2 separate regions of the Zea mays genome follow, and region 2 is linked to region 1. A link is a contact called in public Hi-C data. All regions are on one chromosome and are shown on one strand. The core of a region is the stretch at or near the end of the contact, and the rest is flanking DNA. Distances in the headings are between cores, read along the strand shown. Region 1 holds the start of LOC118476033 (mitochondrial carnitine/acylcarnitine carrier-like protein). Region 2 has its middle 3.8 kb from the start of TRNAM-CAU.

Region 1 (6,050 bases), core at 284-2,783:
ATGATGACTAACATCTCTTCACCACATGGGTTCCAAGTTAGCATGTAAAAGGCCACCTAATTAATATCCAAAATTCAAGTGGAAAAAATGTAATGATGAAAAATTGGCCCGACTCTCACTGACCTGCACTTGATCAGTTCTGTTGGACAAGCCAAGAAGGAGACTGCGATTCCAGCACCGGCGCCCGCAACAACCTGCTGCTTCACTGTCAGCGGCACACCAGGCTCTGACCTGAGAAACGCCTCCATCTGCCCCCTGACACTGAACAAGACAGCGTTGAAGGCCGCTACGGTGGCCAGAGGTGCCCCCATCCCCTTGTATAGGCCCCTCGGACCTTCAGCCGCGACCGTCTGCTTCACAGCATCGATGGCGCCGGCGTACTTGGGGAGCTGTCCGGGAGCAGGGGTGGGCTGGCTCTGGAGCTTGACCTTGATGGTGTCGAACGGGTGCCCGACGATGAGGTTGGCAGCCCCTCCCACGGTCCCAGCCGTCAAGTCCTTCGCAACGTCCCCCATCTGTTAACTGCAACGAAATACAGTTCGATTTGCAATGAACTATGAGAAAACTACAAGCGACTTACTTTTCTCGATGCAAGTAAAGGTTCACAGCAAATTTTGTATCAAACACCGGGTTGTCTGGTCTGGATGAAAATTTAGAATGAGCCAGAAAAGCAAAGTACCAACAACCAATTTGACGGGGAAGGGGGACAGGGAAGAGGGGGGGGGGGGGGGGGGGGGGGGGGGGTGGGGGGGGGGGGGGGGGGGGGGGCCTGCTTCCGCCAATGGTACTACTGGTTATTTTGCAATAAGACAGGTAAGCTGCGCAAAGCTATCAGAAATGCACAGTATGGCAGTCGTCAATGGACATGTCAAAGAGAACCACACCGTGGTTTGCAACATACAGAACCCTTGACGGAGAAGGTGAAGAAGCGCTGTGAACCATCAGAATCCCCATGATCCAATCGCGCACATGACATGGTGCCATCAGGGCTGAAGACACCACCCGCTGTCTCTAGAGGGAAGGCAAAGCCACGGAGTCGAAAACCTCACCAAAGAGGCACAGACGCCAGCCATATTAGAGGCACACGGCGCCGTGAAATGAATCGCAGGCCAGATATGACGCACGAGCGCGCGCAGAGCGGGGAACGGTACGAGAGGGAGACCTAACAAAGCAACCCGATGACGATGAGCAATGCAGCGAGACGAGGAGGGCAGCCGCGGAGGGGGCGGCTCACCTTGGGGTTGGGGCTGGGGTCCGGGTGGAGGTGGTCTTGGAGGCGGGCGCCGCCGCCGCCGCTGCCTGGGACTCTGGCTCGATTCGAATCGGGTCGCGAGTGGTCGGTGCTGATTGATCGATCTGTCGACTGCAAAGGCCCGAACCGTTCGAGAGGGGAGTTGGTCGCTCGCGGGCGTGGGGTGGCTGGGTGGGTGGGTGGAGTGCCGGAGCGGAACTGGACAACTGGTTGGTTCACGGTCACGGGGGCTGTTCCGCGGGCGGCGGGTTGCCGGGTGGGTGGGCGAGCCGGAGTATATAGGGTAGGCTGCCATGGTCAGCTACTGACCTACTGCTACGACAGTCTAGAGGCACTTCACCTTCAACTACCAGCGATGCAACCAATCCAACACGTTTCGTAAACGTTTGGAATGGCACGGACCTCTGATCCGGGGGTTGGTGGGTGGATCGGTGGATGGATGCGGACAGGAACATGGCCTACGTTCATATCCTCTGTGCCCTCATGTCTCAGCTCACGAAACTCGAACCTATATATTATATTTTATTTCTAAGCACTAGATACATCTAAGAAACATCTTCATACGATCAATGTATTTAAGTACATATAACTAAGAAACCTCTTCGTACGACTTAATATATCTAAATCTTATATCTTATTCACTAGAATCTCTCAAGATACCACTCATTTATATGATTTGTATGTGTAGAATCATATCAAACTTAGAGAAACGTGTTAGAGACAGTTCCTTCACTAAGATGTCGTCTCTTAGGTTTTTTTGCACTTACTCCCTTGACATCACTTAAGATACGGGGTATTTACTTACGTTGGTTGTACATGCCCTCAAACAAACTCTTGCTTCTTGTATTGTGACGGAGCTAGAGATGGCAATGGGTACCCGAAACCCGAAACCCGATGGGTTTTTACCCCATTAGGGTACGGGTTTGGGTCAATTTTCATACCCATGGGTTTGTAAATGGGCATAAATCTGTACCCAGCGGGTTTATGGGTACGGGTTTGTTCCTATAGTACCCAAACCCGTGAACCCGTGGGTTTTTTAAACCCGACCAAACCTAGTGCATATTGTCATTTTATTTTATAAACGAACAACAAACTTGTTATTCCTTATTTACTTCATAATTTTTATCAATTGGTGAATGTATCAGTAGTCGGTGAGAGTGTTGCTTGCTTGATATTATAGTTTTTACTAGCGTTATATATGTGGTGGATGGATAACTTAGTGCAAGGTCACTTAATTATACAACTTATTATTTGTATTTCATTCTCTCTACTAATAATTTTTATACCAAATCATGAACTCGTTGTTCATTACATAGATTTTGGATCATGATATCATTAATCATTACGATACTTATTGATTATGAGAAGAACAAGTATATTGGAGATGAAACCCGCGGGTAACCCATGGGTACCCGTTAACCCGATGGGTACGGGTTTGGGCAAAATCTCAAACCCGTCATGGGTACGGGTTTTTTAATGGGCATAGATATTTTTCACGGGTACGGGTTTGGGACGGCAAAACCCAGCGGGTTTGTACCCGTTGCCATCTCTAGACGGAGCGCTGCCGCACACAACTAGATATGGCAATGGCCCCAATCCCAAATTTCCGTGGGGAATTCCTCCATTAGGAGACAACGATGGAAAAGTTTCTTCCCCATAGGGATGTAACTGCAAAAATTCTTCCCCCGACGGGTAAACGGGGATTGGACAGGGAAGCATCCTCATCCCTGTTCCCCGCGGGGACCCGTTAAACCTACACGTGATAATGTTTTCGTGTACTAGTTAATGATAAAAAATAAATAATTACCTTATTAAGAGATCAATCATTGTACAAATGTGTTTATTTTGATGAACAAATAATGATTTATTACACGTAACAATATGTATACGTGTGTTGACGCCTTTTTGGAGCGCCAAACACTCAACAAGAACCGTGACGGTGCCCTCTGGTCAGGCGCGGACGGACCGCAGCCTTGGGTCGGACGGTCCGCGACCTGGGCGCAGGAGCGGTGTCTTCCCTGCGTCACACCGGACGGTCCGCAGATCTGGGCCGGACGGTCCGCGACCTGGCGACAGGGTCGTCTTCCTCCTCCTTGCTGGAATCTAGATCTCGTCCCCTGGGGGGAAAGATCTTAAGGTGCTCTGGGTCGACAGGTCACCCGGGGCGTCCCCAGACGACGTGGAGTCGCCTAGGAATTAAGAGATCAAATCGAGGAAGAAGTCTTGGATGGACAACTAGATCTTGCCCCCCGGGAGGGGTGAGATCCTAGGGTCGTCTTGGGATCGGCAGGCCACCCAAGACGGATCTAGACGACGTAGAGTCGAATAGGGGTGGATGTGGATATGTGGAAGACTACAACTAGAACTATGCTACATCTACTCCTAGGGCAGGAAAAGTAAATAAGGTAATTGGTTCGATTGGAATGTGTTCGGGGGTTCTCAATCGGCCGTACCCCTTTATATTTATAGGGGAGGAGGTCTGGACCTTTTCCTAAGAGATAGCCAACAAACTCCCACGTGATTAGATGGATAACCACGCACGAGATAAGGATAAACATCCGAGTTAATCTAATCCTGGGACACACGGACCGTCCGGGCCCATGGGCCGGACCGTCCGCTCATTTTGGTGTCCAACATATGCCCCCCTGCCTTTTGGTGGAGCTTGGCGAACCAAAAGCATCAGCGAAAACTTCGGAAACAATTGACCTCATGAGGTTTTGTTCCCGAAGTAAGGACTCAGATCGATGCAAGTCATCGGCTCTTGCGATCAGATAATATAAATACTTGATGGGACTTTAATGCACAGAGGCCGTTTCAGATCGCATCCTCTTCGGCCATGTCTACCTGATCAACCTGTCAATAGGCAAAAACTTGTGGTGCCCCCCAGCCCAAATAAGCAAACGGATTGGGCCAGTAATACGAATTCATCGCCGTACCACCTCACACATGAGCAGGACAACACATCGGCGATGGATAGAACGGGACGCACCATGCTATCCCTGGAGGAGGATGACAAGGCGATCTTGGTTGTGCTACCCTTTGGGTCTGTTTAGTCGGCTTTTGCTTTCGCACAGGTCGCCCTTTTGACTTCGTTTGTTTTATTGGCTGGTTGTGTGGAACGGCCTTCTTCATATATTTGGCAAGCAACTGACCAAAAGTAGGGCCGACTCTACTGAGTCGTCCAGACGTCTTAGTAGTGTTTTGTTTCCTAACACTTGTGTTGGAACGTTGTGGTCCGATGGTCTGAGGTTGCTGCTTCTGACCATCTGCGGACCGTCCGGCCATCATAGCCGGACTGTCCGCGCCTGTCTCGGACTGTTCGACCTTAGTACCCGGATCGTCCGGCGTACGCAGGACATGTGAACGTGATCGGGTGTCCGATCGTGCTTGCCCCTGGTGCCTCCGGTCTTTCTTTTGTCCGGAGCCTTCAGAGTAACCATTCTGCATGACATATTTGGTGTGCGAGGATCACCAATGGCGATATTTTTATTTTTACTTTTATCGGCCGCACAAGGCCAAATTATGGCCTTTTTGCTCGTTGGCTCTAATGTGGTGACAGGAACAGGTGGCCTGTCAATTTTCACCTCTTTTTGAAACCTCAACCGGCCTTCGTTTATAGCCGATTGTATTTGCCGACGGAAGACGGCACAATCATTGGTGTTATGGAGAAAGGAGCCATGCCATTTGCAATAAACACGCCCTTTTAATTGTTCAACTAGAGGAATTACATGTGACAATTTAATATTACCATGTTTAAGCAACTCATCAAATATTTTATCACATTTAGTAATATTAAATGTGAACTTAACCTTTTCCTTTTGTGTCGAGTGCGGGTAAGAGCGAACAAAAGGTTTGGCCTTAGTGGGCCAAACAAGCTCAGGGACCTGTGACTTTTTTAGTTCTTGGGGCTTGGGTGGCCGATTATATTTATGTCGGCCTTCCGCACTAGGCGCATCGCAGGTGACTTCTGGTGCTCCGGACGGTCCGACCTGCACAGTCGGACAGTCTGCGGGTGGATCGGACGGTCCGGTACTATCCTCGGACTGTCCGGTCACGTCAGGCAACACCTGTGACCCTTGTGGTGGGCTCTGTGTAACTCCGGATTGTCCGGCGTAGGGTGTCGGACGGTCTGACGGAGGGCCGGACGGTCCGCTATTGTGTGCGGACGGTCCGGCCACGCTCAGAGTTGACTCACCATTTAGCGAAGATGGTGGTGACGGTCGTCCTGGATATGAGTCCATCGGCATACCAGAGTATGGCTGGGGAAACCCATTTGTTGCCGATGTGTTTGGCGCAATTATTTTGGCGCCTAATTTATGTGATAAAAAACTAGGCATGTGAGTTTTTCCTAATGCATGCGCCATCCTTTCTATATCCTCTGTGATACTTTTAATCCGATTATCAAAAGAAATTTCAATAGATGGAATATCATCGACTGACCTGGCATCACCTATTGTGGGGGCTGTTGCAGCACGGATGACATGTAATTGGCGTCTATTTCCCTTTCTTGGACGGTCTTCTGGTGGCAATCCACCCTGAAGTGCGAGAGGAACCATTTATCCGCCACCTTGAGTACCTGATCTTTTTGTCGTTGGACCTCTTCGTCTATTTTCTTCATGTCATCTTTTAATCTTTTATGCTCAGCGGCCGATAAATTAGTCAGCCTTGTGCTGCTGTTTGGAGAAGCCCTGTTGAGATCTTTAGAATCGGCCATATAAGCCTGATTTTGTAGATCTTCAACCTCGTCCCCAGCGGAGTCGCCAAAAAGTATGTTGACGCCTTTTGGAGCGCCAAACAC
Region 2 (5,437 bases), core at 2,130-4,629, 240 kb before region 1:
AACGCACCCTCTTCAGTCGACAGAGCCGAAGTGACCGCAGTCACTTCACCGCTCCACTGACCGACTTGACAAGAAAACAGCGCCGCCTGCGTCGCTCCGACTGCTGTGCCACTCGACAGAGTGAGGCTGACAGCAGCTAAGTCCAGCCTCGGGCGCCATAGGAAGCTCCGCCTCGCCTGACCCCAGGGCTCGGGCTTAACCTCGACGCTGGACGACGGACTCCGCCTCGCCCGACCCAGGGCTCGGACACAGCCTCGGCCTCGGAAGACTATCTCCGCCTCGCCCGACCCCAGGGCTCGGGCTCAACCTCGACGTTGGACGACGAACTCCGCCTCGCCCGACCCCAGGGCTCGGACACAGCCTCGGCCTCGGAAGACGGTCTCCGCCTCGCCCGACCCAGGGCTCGGACTCAACCTCGACCTCGGAGGAGCCTCCGCCTCGCCCGACCTAAGGCTCGGACCGACCACGTCACAGGGGGGCATCATTACCCTACCCCTAGCTAGCTCAGGCTATGGGGAAAAAGACCGGCGTCCCATCTGGCTCGCCCCGGTAAACAAAAAATGATGGCGCCCCGCGTGCTCCATGACGACGGCGGCTCTCAGCCCCTTACGGAAGCAAGGAGACGTCAGCAAGGATTCGACAGCCCCGACAGCTGTCCTTCCGCAGGGCTCTAGCTCTCCTCCGACGGCCACGACATCACATGAACAGGGCAGCAACACCTCTCCGACAGCCACGACGGCATGTACATAGGGCACTAGCTCCTCTCTGCTAGACACGTTAGCACATTGCTACACCCCCATTGTACACCTGGGCCCTCTCCTTACGCCTATAAAAGGAAGGTCCAGGGCTCTCGTACGAGAGGGTTGGCCGCGCAGGAGAACGGGCCGACGCATAAGGCTCTCGCTCTCGCTCTCTCCCACGCGAACGCTTGTAACCCCCTACTGCAAGTGCATCCATCCGCCCTGGGCGCAGGACAACACAAAGGCCGCGGGTTACCCTTACTGTTCTCCCCCCTTTGTGTCCCGTCTCGCGCCAACCCATCTGGGCTGGGACACGCAACGACAATTTACTCGTCGGTCCAGGGACCCCCTGGGGTCGAAACACCGACACCGCCAGGAAAAGGTAGGAGGGAATACACTCATTACTTTTGCTATAGTTATGGATTTATGTCTCACAATGTTATACAGGCTTGGATATTGGTCTCTTAAAGAGGACCCATCGAGCCATGTATCCTCGCAGAACCTTACCTGTGATCCATCTTTTAGGAGAAAGGATCCATAGCAAAAAAAAGTTGGCTTTACTTTCATTAAGCCACACCAGAAGTGGGAATCCCCAAGTTTCCACTCAACCTGAGACAAAGGTTTTGAGCCTACATATTTATTGCGGAGAAGTTGTTGCCATATTCCATCAGCGGTGAGTAGTTTGTATATCCATTTACTAAGGAGGGCAGTATTCGTCGTATTCAACTCTAGGATTCCAAGGCCCCTTGATCCTTAGTTTGACACAGAATATCCCATTTGACAAGTCTATATTTCCTTTTGTTATCATTCCCCTGCCAAAAGAATCTTGAGTGGAAATAGTTGAGCTTCCTAAGGACTCCTTTAGGAAGGTGGAAGAAGGACATCATATACATCGGTAAGCTGCTGAGTACTGAACTAATCAAGGTCAAGCGTCCTCCGATAGACAGGTGTTTCCCTTTCCAGCTGCTAAGGCTCTTTTCAAAGCGCTCTTCAACTTTAGCCTAATCCCTAATTCTTAATTTTCTGAAATGGATTGGAATACAAAGGTAGCTGATGGAGAGTTTCTCTGGCTTACATCCAAAGAGTTCTATATAGTGTTATAATTTCTCTTAGGCAGCCCCGAAACAAAGAAAACCTCACTCTTGTGGAAATTGATTTTTAGACCTGAAGCTTGTTCAAATGCAAATAGAAGCAGCTTCATATTGCACGCTTTGTCTATGTCATGGTCCATAAAGAGTATAGTGTCATCTACATACTGGAGTATTGAGAGTCTGCCATCCACAAGGTGCGGAATTAGTCCCTCGAACTGTTCATCCAGTTTAGCCCTACTGATGAGAACTTTTAGCAAATCCACCATTATATTGAATAATATAGGGGACAAAGGGTCTCCTGTCTGAGCCCTTTTTTGTTTGGAAGTAGTGTCCAACATCATCATTGACATCCATCGCTACACTTCCACCCGAGATGAAGGTTTTAATCCAAGATATCCATTTGGGCGAGAAACCCTTCAAACGGAGTGCCTGGAAAAGAAAAGGCCACCACACCTTATCATAAGCCTTCTCAAAGTCTAGCTTTAAAATTACTCCATTATGTTTTTTCCGATGGAGTTCATGTGATGTTTCGTGCAGGATTACCACCCCTTCCAAAATATTACGACCTTTAATAAAGGCAGACTAGGTCGAGCTAACAACCTTATATGCCACTGATCCTAACTTGTTGGTGGCCACCTTGGTGAAGATTTTATAGCTCACATTCTGAAGACAGATTGGCCTATACTGTTGAATAACATTTGCCACCTGAACCTTAGGAATGAGGCTAATTTTTCCAAAATTGAGGCTAAACAGGGGGAGATATCCCTTGGCTAAATCCGTAAACATTTGCATTAAATCATCATTGACAGTTTCCTAGAACTGTTGATAGGATTCAACCGGAAACCCATCAGGGCCCGGAGCCTTATTGTGGTTCATTGAAAAGATAGTCTCCCGAACCTCGCTTTCCAAAAAATCTGTTATGTATTTCTTTTTAAACTATGTTTTACTTTGTGTTTGATAGTGTGCACCAGGGTAGGTTTTAAGCTAGCTTTGTCCCTAGATTCAAGCCTAGAATTTATATTAAAGACGGATCCTTTAGCACCGAGCATTACAACCGGGACTAAAGATTAGGGTCTTTAGCCCCTGATACCTAGTATGGGTTGGGAATCCGATAGTCGGTTCGCAACCAGTATGGCAGTACATATATATATGGATCAGCGTGATGTGATTCGAGTGTATTTTTACTCATCTTGTATGCATTTTCTCTGTACTTCGCTCCAGCTTGGCATGCTCATAGACCTGCTGCCGGATAGGGCTTTACCTGTACTGAAAAGAGGAGTAATTACGCTTCAAAGTGTTTCTTCTGCTTATAAAAATACCACTTCCGATGGCAGTATCTCCTCCCTTTCTTTTTTTTCTTTCCAATCCGTGGCGAATAAAATCAAACAGTTTCCTGTAAAATAATCCGTCTGTTCCGAAGACCACCGCGCCCATTCCCCTTCTAGAAGCCATATCTTGCGATTTTTTAATGTAAAGCAAAGGAAGGTTCAGTTCAGACAGCGAAGGCGCGGGAAGAGCGAATGGTCGAGAGTCGAGACACTTGCGAGCAACCAGCGGTGTCTTCGCATGCACTTCCTTCCTTTATTTCTTTCTTTCCGATTCTTCAACCCGGTCACCCACTGGTTTAGATTCCTCCAGCTGCTTTGTGTTGCAGCCACAGCTAAAATTAAAAAGCAAAAAAGGTGGTGGAAAATACATGCATCATGGATCACTTCACTCCGAGTCTACGTGTTCACCGAAAGAGAAGGAGAAAAAATAGCGGTGGTCCCTGGACCGGCAACGATCGACGAACATAAAAGTTTGTGCGCTCAAATTGGCTAGCAACTGTGCTCAGTGCTCTCATATACATGTCCAAATGGACGTGCTGGGCCAGCCCGGCACGGGTACGACTGGGCACGGCCCGACTCAGTCGTGCCCAGGCACGGCACGCCAGTTATACGGGCCGGGCCGGGCTGGCACGTGGGCCATTTGTGCTGCCCAGGCACGGCACGCCCAAGGTTAAACGGGTCGGGCCGGGCCGGGGGCATGTTTAGCCCGTTAGTGTCGGGCTAGGCTTGGGCCCAGTAACCAAATATACATAATATAACAGATTTAATAGAAATGCACATAAAATATCACATTAAACCATACATGTACACAGAATACATCAAATTTAACAGAAATACTTGTGGAGCCTTAGTACAATGCTGCCTTATTAAAAACCTTCCTAGGTAAAAACTCACACCTCGTGAGAAAACCCTAGGAAGGAAAAGAGTACAGCCAGCTCCTTAAATTATTTATAGGTTCATAGTTCAGTCCACAGTCCATATGAGCATATTACAATAAGAGAACATAAATAGGTAGGCCAAGAAAGAGAGAATGAGTTTAAGGTTGTTTGCTTTTGGAACTCTTTGGTGCTGCTTCCTTTCTCGCATCTCCTCCTCCTTCATGTTCCTTTCTTTTGTTCCCTGGTGATACTCGTTGCTCATCATCTAGGTACATATCTTCAAAGGTTGCTTCAAGTTTTTTGGTTTCCTTCTCCACAGTATGTTGCTTGTGCTGGTCAGCCAACTCCCAATCCTTGATACATGAGAGCATTTCCACCATGTCTATCGTCAACCGTCGTCGCCGCTCCTCGAGCACCCTGCTAGCTAGACTGAAAGTAGATTCTGAAGATATTGTAGAAACACGGACAGTCATAACATCTTTAGCTAGTATAGAAAGAATAGGGTAAGTTTGATTGTGGCGTTGCCACCACATAAGAATGTTGAAATCAGGCCCAAATTTAGTTTCAGTGTCACTATCAAGGTAAGAAGTTAACTCAAATAAACCAGTAGATGTACCAGTATTACTGTAATTTTCATAGCACCAAAAAAGTGCTATGATAAGGAACTAAATGTTTAAGCATCAGGAATGTTGAATTCCACCTAACATCCATATCTATTCCAAATTTACGTGGTCTAACACCAACACTCATGCAGTACTGTTTATAAGAAGCAATTCTTTGATTTGAAGAGTTTAAAAATGTTATAGTTGTCCTAAAGTCTTCAAGATATGGTTGCAAACGTTTCAAACAACTTTTAACAATCAGATTAATAATATGGCAAGCGCAACGCTGATGCAAAAAGATAGTACTCAAATCACTCTCATTCCTACTAGGTGCAGGTATCAAATGGCCAATATAACCAGAAAAGACAGGTTTATCACGCATAGGGACAGAGGTGCTCGCGTCGGCCGTTGGGCTTGTGGAGCCCGTGTATGTTCGGGTCGGTTGGGTCCCGGCGGCGTCCAGATCGATGGTAGCGGGACCAAGGAGGAGGCACCGAGCATCCTCTGCCTCATTATGTGCTTCAAGCCGCCGCTCCTCGACCACGGCATCGATATTGAGCTCATCGTCAGCCGAGTCCATGAACATGGCCACCGCCTTAGTCGGCTTCTCCGGCTCCTCACGGTGCGCGGCGCACACACAAGGCGCACACCTGAACAAATCAAGCTTATGGTTAGGGTTACGTGCTCACAGCGGCGGAGCGAGAGAACGAGAAAGAAGACGGCTCACACGGCGGCGGATCGAGAGAACGAGAAAGGAAAACGACACCTAGAGACCGAGAAAGGAAGACGACACACACA

What was found. Hi-C and Micro-C count contacts between places; a contact is called where the count stands out from the background.
Region 2: a contact with region 1 is called in a Hi-C map of leaf, with 2.8 times the contacts expected there. The contact joins the enhancer-like site here to the promoter of LOC118476033 in region 1. A contact is called at or near these places in 5 of 25 Hi-C or Micro-C datasets (bundle sheath, ear, endosperm and 2 more).

Annotation. Positions count from the first base shown.
Region 1 is chr1:100,600,010-100,606,059 of Zm-B73-REFERENCE-NAM-5.0, reverse strand. LOC118476033 (mitochondrial carnitine/acylcarnitine carrier-like protein) reads right to left here and starts at 1,533. Exons shown (of 3, transcript XM_035964058.1): 1 at 1,235-1,533; 2 at 124-522. The coding sequence starts at 515.
Region 2 is chr1:100,846,098-100,851,534 of Zm-B73-REFERENCE-NAM-5.0, reverse strand. No RefSeq gene overlaps it. Among protein-coding and RNA genes, the nearest start is that of TRNAM-CAU, 3.8 kb to the right of the region's middle. Within about 2 kb of position 3,379, at least 5 of the 20 cell types and tissues checked have an H3K27ac peak or open chromatin away from gene starts, as enhancers often do. A contact at or near this core is called in bundle sheath and leaf, where this site is marked.